Linked DNA regions of Capra hircus: regions 2 and 3 are each linked to region 1. The links are chromatin contacts, called in public Hi-C maps. All regions are on one chromosome and are shown on one strand. The core of a region is the stretch at or near the end of the contact, and the rest is flanking DNA. Distances in the headings are between cores, read along the strand shown. Region 1 has its middle 100 kb from the start of PCSK1. Region 2 has its middle 54 kb from the start of GLRX. Region 3 has its middle 28 kb from the start of GLRX.

What was found. A called contact is a pair of places that touch in the nucleus more often than the background predicts.
Region 2: a contact with region 1 is called in a Hi-C map of liver, with 5 times the contacts expected there. The contact joins two enhancer-like sites. A contact is called at or near these places in 2 of 5 Hi-C or Micro-C datasets (blood and liver).
Region 3: a Hi-C map of blood shows a contact between it and region 1, with 5 times the contacts expected there. The contact joins two enhancer-like sites. A contact is called at or near these places in 2 of 5 Hi-C or Micro-C datasets (both in blood).

Annotation. Positions count from the first base shown.
Region 1 is chr7:14,908,212-14,910,911 of ARS1.2, forward strand. No RefSeq gene overlaps it. Among named protein-coding and RNA genes, the nearest start is that of PCSK1, 100 kb to the left of the region's middle. Within about 2 kb of position 1,305, at least 3 of the 5 cell types and tissues checked have an H3K27ac peak or open chromatin away from gene starts, as enhancers often do.
Region 2 is chr7:15,381,101-15,383,800 of ARS1.2, forward strand. No RefSeq gene overlaps it. Among named protein-coding and RNA genes, the nearest start is that of GLRX, 54 kb to the right of the region's middle. Within about 2 kb of position 1,296, at least 1 of the 5 cell types and tissues checked has an H3K27ac peak or open chromatin away from gene starts, as enhancers often do.
Region 3 is chr7:15,406,371-15,409,070 of ARS1.2, forward strand. No RefSeq gene overlaps it. Among named protein-coding and RNA genes, the nearest start is that of GLRX, 28 kb to the right of the region's middle. Within about 2 kb of position 1,446, at least 5 of the 5 cell types and tissues checked have an H3K27ac peak or open chromatin away from gene starts, as enhancers often do.

The DNA.
Region 1 (2,700 bases), core at 55-2,554:
ACTGTCTAGAGATCAAATGTAAATATATAACCTCTGCAAAGCAGCTCTTAGCCTAGTGCCTTGTATATACTTAGTGTATAACAAGTACTTATTGGTAAGTCTGTTCCTAGTTTTTTTTGCCAAAATATAATTTCAGATAATTCAGTTTTCTGGATGAGGTCTTGCACTCCTTGTTTAACAGGTCAGAGATCTAAGTTTGGAGGCTTTAGTGGAACAACTTGAACTGGAACTTGAGTTCTCTAACTCCAAATTGAGTGTCCCTGGAGGCACACTCTGTGCTTTATCCCCAAACCCTATTATGGGAGCACATAAAGATTCTGTGAATCAAAATGATGCAACTGGGGAAAGCACATTTTGGACAAACAGCAGTAATAGTACAGGTCTTACTATGAAGTCCCTTCACAGGGGAAGCTGTAGAATGTGTTCGTTGTGTGGGTATCTGCTGTGTCTCTGAAAGCCACCTCTAGAGGGCAGCACACTCTTCGTAACAAACAAGAGTCTCCTCAGTTTGGAAGAACAGCCTGGCGTGAAAACCGAGCCGGGACTGAAATACTTATTAGCAGCTTTAAATGAGTAGAACCCACAAATCTAGCAAGCCCGGTATACTTTTTGTCTGTGTGGGGGAGAAAGGGGGCTGAAATGAGAATGTAACTGTGAGTCTTTTCTCTTTCCTCCCTCCCCAAGCACAGAGCCTCTAATATTTAATAGCAGATGAACTTGAAACTTCCCTTATAATACCAGCCTGACACTTAATTTTAAAAGCAGAAGCAAAGAATAGAGGGAAAATGAGATGTGTACAAGGAACCACCACCGGTTGGCTGCTGCTGGAATCCAAGTGGAAGGAGCCAAGGCCTGAGAATTAGGCAAGAGCCGGCCACAGAGGGCCATGTGTGCCCGGAAGGGAGGCTGAACTTGCTCGTGTAGATTCCAGGAAGCAGACAGGGACGGGGTCAGACTTGTGTTTCGCGTGGATCACTGAGGTAGCTCTGAATTGAGCAGAATTGAGGGCAGCAAGTCTAGAAACTAGGAAGCCAGTTGAGGTGACTGTGCCAATCCAGGAAGAGAAGGCACATTTGATAACAGGAGCACTGGCAGATGGGAGGATGGATTTTAAGGATTCCAAGGGAGGGGAAACCAGCAGAATGTAATGATCAGTTAGATGAAGAGGGTAAGAAAGACAGAAGCATTAAGGCTATTATTTTATAACCTGGATCACCGGGTAAAGAGGTGGAGACACAACAGAGAGAGACTGAGTTTGGAGGGATGTGCTGCTTGGTTTTTGAAAACGCCAATCTGAAAAGTCTGATGAATCCCCAGGGAAGGTACCTGACAGGTAATGGAATTGATGAGTCTGAAGCTTGGGGAAGGAATCTGAGGAGGAGATCGAATTAGAGAGTCATTAGCATACAGGTGGTAGTTGAACTCCAGAGAGGAGATAAATTCGCCCAAGAAGAGTAGCTGTAATGAGAAGCAGTGAGCTGGAAACAGACACCTAGGGAACATACGCATGTGAGTGGTGGGTGCAGAGAGAGGAGCCTGTGGTTAAGAAGAAACAGAAATGAATGAGACGAACTGGGAAAGATGCTGTTACCTTGGGGGAGCAGCAGTGTGCACAATCCGCGTTGCCAAATGCCCCAGAAACGCATCGCAAAACAAAGACTGGAAAACGCCCATTGGAGTTTGTCATTAGAAGAGCACTGGGGGCCCTAACAAGGGCACAAGCCAGACTGCAGGGGGTGCAGAGTGAATGAATGGCACCTCGAGTGGTCACACTGAGGACATGTTCCTCTCCTAAGAAGTTTGGATAAGGGGGAAGGGGACATGGGATATTTTCAGGGAACATGAGGTCACAGATGATTTTCTTTTTAATGAATGGCAGGGAAACGAATAAGCTTACCGTCTGCAGGGAACACACACCTGCAAGAGGCAAAGATGGCGTTTCAAGGAGGAGAATGGCTTTGGAGCCTGATCCTGGCAAGACTAACCGGCTGGGCCGAGAACGAAAGGGGGCACCACCTCTTGGGAAACTGGAGGAAGAGTCTGAGAGCTGTCAGTGAAGCTCTGCGTCCGGGTGTGGGGGAGGCGAGAGCCTCAGGGAATTCGTGCCCTGCTGCTCTGCGGCAGGAAAATCCACTGAGATATCACATTCGATATTGCTCACATCACTGCAGTAATCTCTAGTGAACGAACGAGTCAGCCTTTGTGTTGTGTTTCCTGGTCCCACCTCGAAGAACTGGGATGACTTTTGTGCTTCTGGGGCTGCAAGTGAGTCTCTGGGATACCAGGATGGCACCTCCCTCCCAGCCTTTCCTTTCAAGTGTTTATTTAATTCAGTTCAGTTCAGTTGCTCAGTTGTGTCCAACTCTTTGCAACCCCACAGACTGTAGCACGCCAGGCCTCCCTGTCCATCACCAACTCCCGGAGTTTACTCAAACTCATGTCCATTGAGTCAGTGATGCCATCCAATCATCTCATCCTCTGTCGTCCCCTTCTCCTCCTGCCTTCGATCCTTCCCAGCATCAGGGTCTTTCCCAATGAGTCAGTTCTTCGCATCAAGTGGTCAAAGTATTGGAGTTTCAGCTTCAACATCAGTCCTTCCAGTGAACACCCAGGACTGATCTCCTCTAGGATGGACCGGTTGGATCTCCTTGCAGTCCAAGGGACTCTCAAGAGTCTTCTCCAACACCACAGTTCGAAAGC
Region 2 (2,700 bases), core at 46-2,545, 470 kb after region 1:
TCTGTTGTCAGAATCAAGTGGAATAATGCAGGCCAAAGTCCCTACACAGTGCCCAGCTCATAGTAGCTATTTCATAAATGTTTATTTTCTTTCTGAATTAACTCTACTTGTTTATTACGCTTCATCCTTTGATTACCATATTGTCCTGTCATATTAACTATTTAATACAACGGAAGATTTTGTTTTAAAGAGGAATGTTCTTATCAACCTGTGTTTATTACAGCTGTTATATAATTGTATAACTCAACTATATCACTGCTCTACAAACCTTATCTCTAAAACTATTAGTCTGACTGTTTGCAACCCAATGAACTATAGCCCACCAGGCTCCTCTGTCTATGGAATTCTCCAGGCAAGAATATTGGAGTGGGTAGCCATTCCCTTTTCCAGGGGATCTTCTTGCCCCAGGGATACAACCCATATTTCCTGCATTTCAGGCAGATTCTTTATCTGGTCTGAGCCACCAGCTGTCAAGTAATATAAAGCTGGTATAAGGAAATGGTATTACCATAATGTACACTTTATCTTATATCCTGTCTTTTAAACAGAAATCCTAACCTCTTCTTTGAGAGGGAGAGGCCTGTAACAGATTTGAACTGGGTTTACACTGGTGTGTACTTAGACAATTTCTCTACTAATTCAAGGTCATTTCTCTGAGAATATTTAGCATCTGCTTGAGGCTGGCTTTGCCAGTGTTTTCCATAGAGGCTCAATATTATACACATAAAAAGAAAATGGGTCAGACTCTTCTGCAGTTGGGCTGCCTGGTTCCTCAGCTAAAGGTCACGCTTAATCCTCTTGCAGCGCCCAGAACGCAGTGTGCAGTATTTTGTTTTGTTTTGTTTAATATTCCAGGAAGGAAATGGCTTCCATAAAGAAAACCAGGGAACACATTCTTTTCTCTTGAGTGCAAAGGACCCCCAAGTGGTTCACAATCCCATTTAAAACCCTGCAAAGCTGAGTTCTGGGGAAAATTTAAGGTGGTATTTTACCTATAGTTAAATTCTGAGCCCACATCCCTGGATAGAACCTTGGCTGGGACTTTCCCCATCATTGTTTTGAGAAAGGGGATGGGAAATGGAGAGGACTCCATGGGCCAGAGTCACCACACACAAGCGCAGAGGATGGCAGTAGCGTGGCCTGAGAGCTTCTGAGCTGGGGCAGACGGGAGATGACGCTGCTGCTCAGAAAACACAGAAAGCAAAAGGAAGGATGCGCCTGCGCCGGGGCGGCTTCAGGTTGCCGCGAAGGATGCACCCCCGAGCAAAGGGCCCAGATACCCGCGAGGCTAAGCTGGACAGCTGCCCCTTGCCCCTTTGGCATTCCCACTGCTTACAAGGAGCAGCAGCTGCCCCCAGATCTCCACCTTCAGCCAACCCGGTCCACCTGCCAGACACATCGGCAGTTCCTCCATCACCCTGAGGACTGTCCACCGGTCAGACAGCACACGCTTCAGAAATGCAGGTGTTGTCATAAGTAAATCTGTCATTCTCTGAGTATGGCCTCATGTCTTCATTTCCTAACCGACCACACTACTTGAAGCCCATTTTTCTATTCGTAGCAGTTCCCTCATCCAGTTTTGACACAACATTTATCAGGGCAGGCATCGCTCCCTCTGACATTTGTTTGGAAATACTGTCCTTGTGACTCAGGAACAAAGAAGTACGTAAATGGGCATGCAGGTATCAGCCCTTTGATTTACTCTCCCGCTGTTTTCCAAATGCTTCTTTATCCAGGTAACAGACAACAACACGTACAAAAAAAAACTAGACTTCAGTTCAGTCACTCAGTCGTGTCTGACTCTTTGCAACCCCATGAATCACAGCACGCCAGGCCTCCCTGTCCATCACCAACTCCTGGAATTTACTCAAACCCATGTCCATTGAGTCAGTGATGCCATCCAGCCATCTCATCCTCGGTCGTCCCCTTCTCCTCCTGCCCCCAATCCCTCCCAGCATCCGGGTCTTTTCCAATGAGTCAACTCTTTGCATGAGGTGGCCAAAGTACTGGAGTTTCTACATACAAACACACACACACATCTAACACATGTAAGTGCATAAAATCTGGCTCATGCCCATACAACTTACTGTGAAAGTTGTACACGTTAAAAGAAAAACACTGTAGTAACATCCTCCCCTTTAAAAAAAAGAAAGAAGATGCCAAAATAAAAACCTATGTCACTGAAAGGTCAAAGCACATTACTTCTAAGCTCTTTTAATCCTCTTGCTTCCTGGAGCACACATTCTACATCAAGATTGCCTAACTGTGGACATTCGTACATTCTTTGCTTCTTTAAGCCTCTAAAACAAAACTAGTTCCCCCAAACCAAAATAGTGGGTGTTGTTTCTGTTTCTACTGACATTGGGGAGTGACTGAAAAATGTGTTCACTGTGAAACCGGTTAAAAAAACAGCTTGTTTGGCCCACACTCTGCGGCTACCCCAGCTCCCAGGCCTGAAGCTGTACTAAACTCTGCCCAGCCTGGGCTTATTCCAAGCCCAAACACTCCTTGCCTCTTCCTGATCCTGCTTATGTCACGCCAGTGTGGGCCTTAGCTTTTCTTGATCCTGATGTTAGCCCACGTTTGTACGAGCCTTCTTGGATTCCCTGAAGTCCCTGGAAACCCTCACCTAAAGTCAAGATGATTCCAGAAGTTTATTTTGACAAGTACGCTAAAACCCTGACTACCTGTTGTAAGGAT
Region 3 (2,700 bases), core at 196-2,695, 500 kb after region 1:
AATACTGGAGTGGGTTGCCATTTCCTTCTCCAGGGGATATTCCTGACCCAGGGATCGAACCTAGACATAATGTTCGGCCTTTGAGGCATAAAAGTTTCCCATTATCAGTGCAGTGGTTGAACTCAGATATGAGATTTGATCCCAACAGCTTTCTGAGGGTAGTGTGAAGGAGCGAATGCGCACTGCTTCTGCGCCCTTGGGTCAGTTAGACTCTTCTAACACCTCGGTGTCTCTCTGTGACTGTCTTAAAAACACCGTGGGTTCTCACAGCACTAAGATCGGTCCTTCCCTTGGGGGCCCCTGGAAGGGCAGCATTTACTTGCTGGTTTCAGTGGGGTCCCCAAGAGGACTGCTGCACGGCAGGAGGATGGATCCTCAGACACTTTGCTAGGTTCTAAGTCATCTGAGAACATCTTGTGGCCGGAAGAAGCAAGTGTCCCTTGCTCTTCGGAGCTAAATGAATCAGTCTCTCGCTTTAGTAGTAGAAGTTCTGGGTAGACCAAGTTTATATGCTTATTTTCTAATGTTTTTCTCACATAAACTGCAGCATGCTTTTGATACAGTTCTATAACGTACCTCCTTCTTTTAATATCTCTTAGCCAGTTCTATATTAACAACCTACTTCTTTTTAAATCGTTACATGGTATATTATTTCTGGATGTACCAAATATTTTTAAATAGAAACTTAAATGGGATGTTAAACTTCATACAGATTTTTCCCAGTCTCATATATTTACAGTACTCTATAATAATAAGTCGGAGAAGGCAATGGCACACCACTCCAGTACTCTTGCCTGGAAAATCCCATGGACGGAGGAGCCTGATGGGCTGCAGTCCATGGGGTCGCTAAAAGTCAGATGCGACTGAGCAGCTTCACTTTTACTTTTCACTTTCATGCATTGGAGAAGGAAATGGCAACCCACTCCAGTGTTCTTGCCTGGAGACTCCCAGGGACGGGGGAGCCTGGTGGGCTGCTGTCTGTGGGGTCGCACAGAGTCGGACACGACTGAAGTGACTTACCAGCAGCATAATAATAAGTACCGCTAGTCCCTGGGGGCTCAGCTGGTAAAGAATCCGCCTGCAATGCGGGAGACCTGGGTTCGATCTCTGGGTGGGAAGATTACTCTGGAGAACGGAACGGCTACCCACTCCTGTATTCTGGCCTGGAGAATTCCATGGACTGTATAATCCATGAGGTCACAAAGGGTCGGACACGACTGAGCGACTTTCACGTAATAATAAGTATTCATTAAGGTGATGCAGACATGTCTTTGGAATCATTTTTAAAAGGCTAAAAATTACGTTCAGGATAACTCTGCCTTAAAGCATATTTTCAATGAAATTGTTTGTGGAGATCAAATAGAGAATGCTCTTTAATCTCACCACCCACCCTTCCGGAAGATTCCTCACAAGCACTATTCTGTGCTGCCACTAGGTGGTGCTCCAACCACGATGTCTCTATGAGCCTCGGAAACCGGTTTCAGTTCCCCAGCCCTAGGTTAGGCAAGATAGGAAATGAAATCACATTGCATGGAATGTTTCTCAGTTTTCACAGGACCCAGAGTGAGGCTGACAACCGTAAACCGCTCTATTCGGGAAGGCAGTGGTAAGGAAATGACCAAGCCAACATGGGGTCGGGTGGGGGACGGGAAGTGACTTATTCCCCTACCTCAGGGGCTGGCCCAGTGATGCTGAAAGGTGAGGCCACGACCCAGCTCACACAGATCCCCTCCAGACCTTCCAGCCACCACAGCCAGGCCGACGCGTGCGCTACGGCAAGGTCTAGAGCGGGAGGACCCATACGTGGGCCGTGTGTGTGTGCGCGCGCGCTTAGTCGCTCATTCGTGACCAATTCTTTGCAACTCTATGGGCCATAGCCCGCCAGGCTCCTCCATCCATGGGATTCTCCAGGCAAGAATACTGGAGTGGGTTGCCGTTTCCTTCTCCAGGGGATCTTCCCGATCAAGGGATTGAAGCCCGGTCTCCTGCATTGCAGGCAGAGCTTTTACCGACTGAACTATGAGGGAAACCCTTATATGGGGGCCTGAGGTCTGCTGTAGCTCTGCTCTGCCCAGATATGTGCCCTGTGGTGAGGGCAGCCTGCCACAGCCTGAACGAAGCTTCTGTCCCCATCCCTGGAGTTCTTTCAGGACATTCAGCTTCCCAAGTGAGTGCTGAGTCACTTCAAGGAAAACAGGTCTCCATACCTTCTGCTGCTACGGCTGCTAAGTCGCTTCAGTCGTGTCTGACTCTGTGCGACCCCCTGGATGGCAGCCCACCAGGCTCCCCCATCCCTGGGATTCTCCAAGCAAGAACACTGGAGTGGGTTACCATTTCCTTCTCCAATGCATGAAAGTGAAAAGTGAAAGTGAAGTCGCTCAGTCGTGCCCGACTCTTAGCCACCCCATGAACTGCAGCCCACCAGGCTCCTCTGTCCATGGGATTTTCCAGGCAAGAGTACTGGAGAGGGGTGCCATCATCTTCTCCGATCTCCATACCTAGGCCAGTTTAAAAACACAGGCCAGAGTGTGTGATATACTCATGAATGTGACAGGGCCACAAAGAAAGAAGCAATCTGTGTGGGCCAGGGCACTGAAAAGCTTTCACAACAGAGGTGACACTGCGAATGAAGAGAGCTGAAATGTCTGGAGAGAGATCGGGCCTTGGAGAGGAGGAGGGCATGGTAACCCAGACACAACT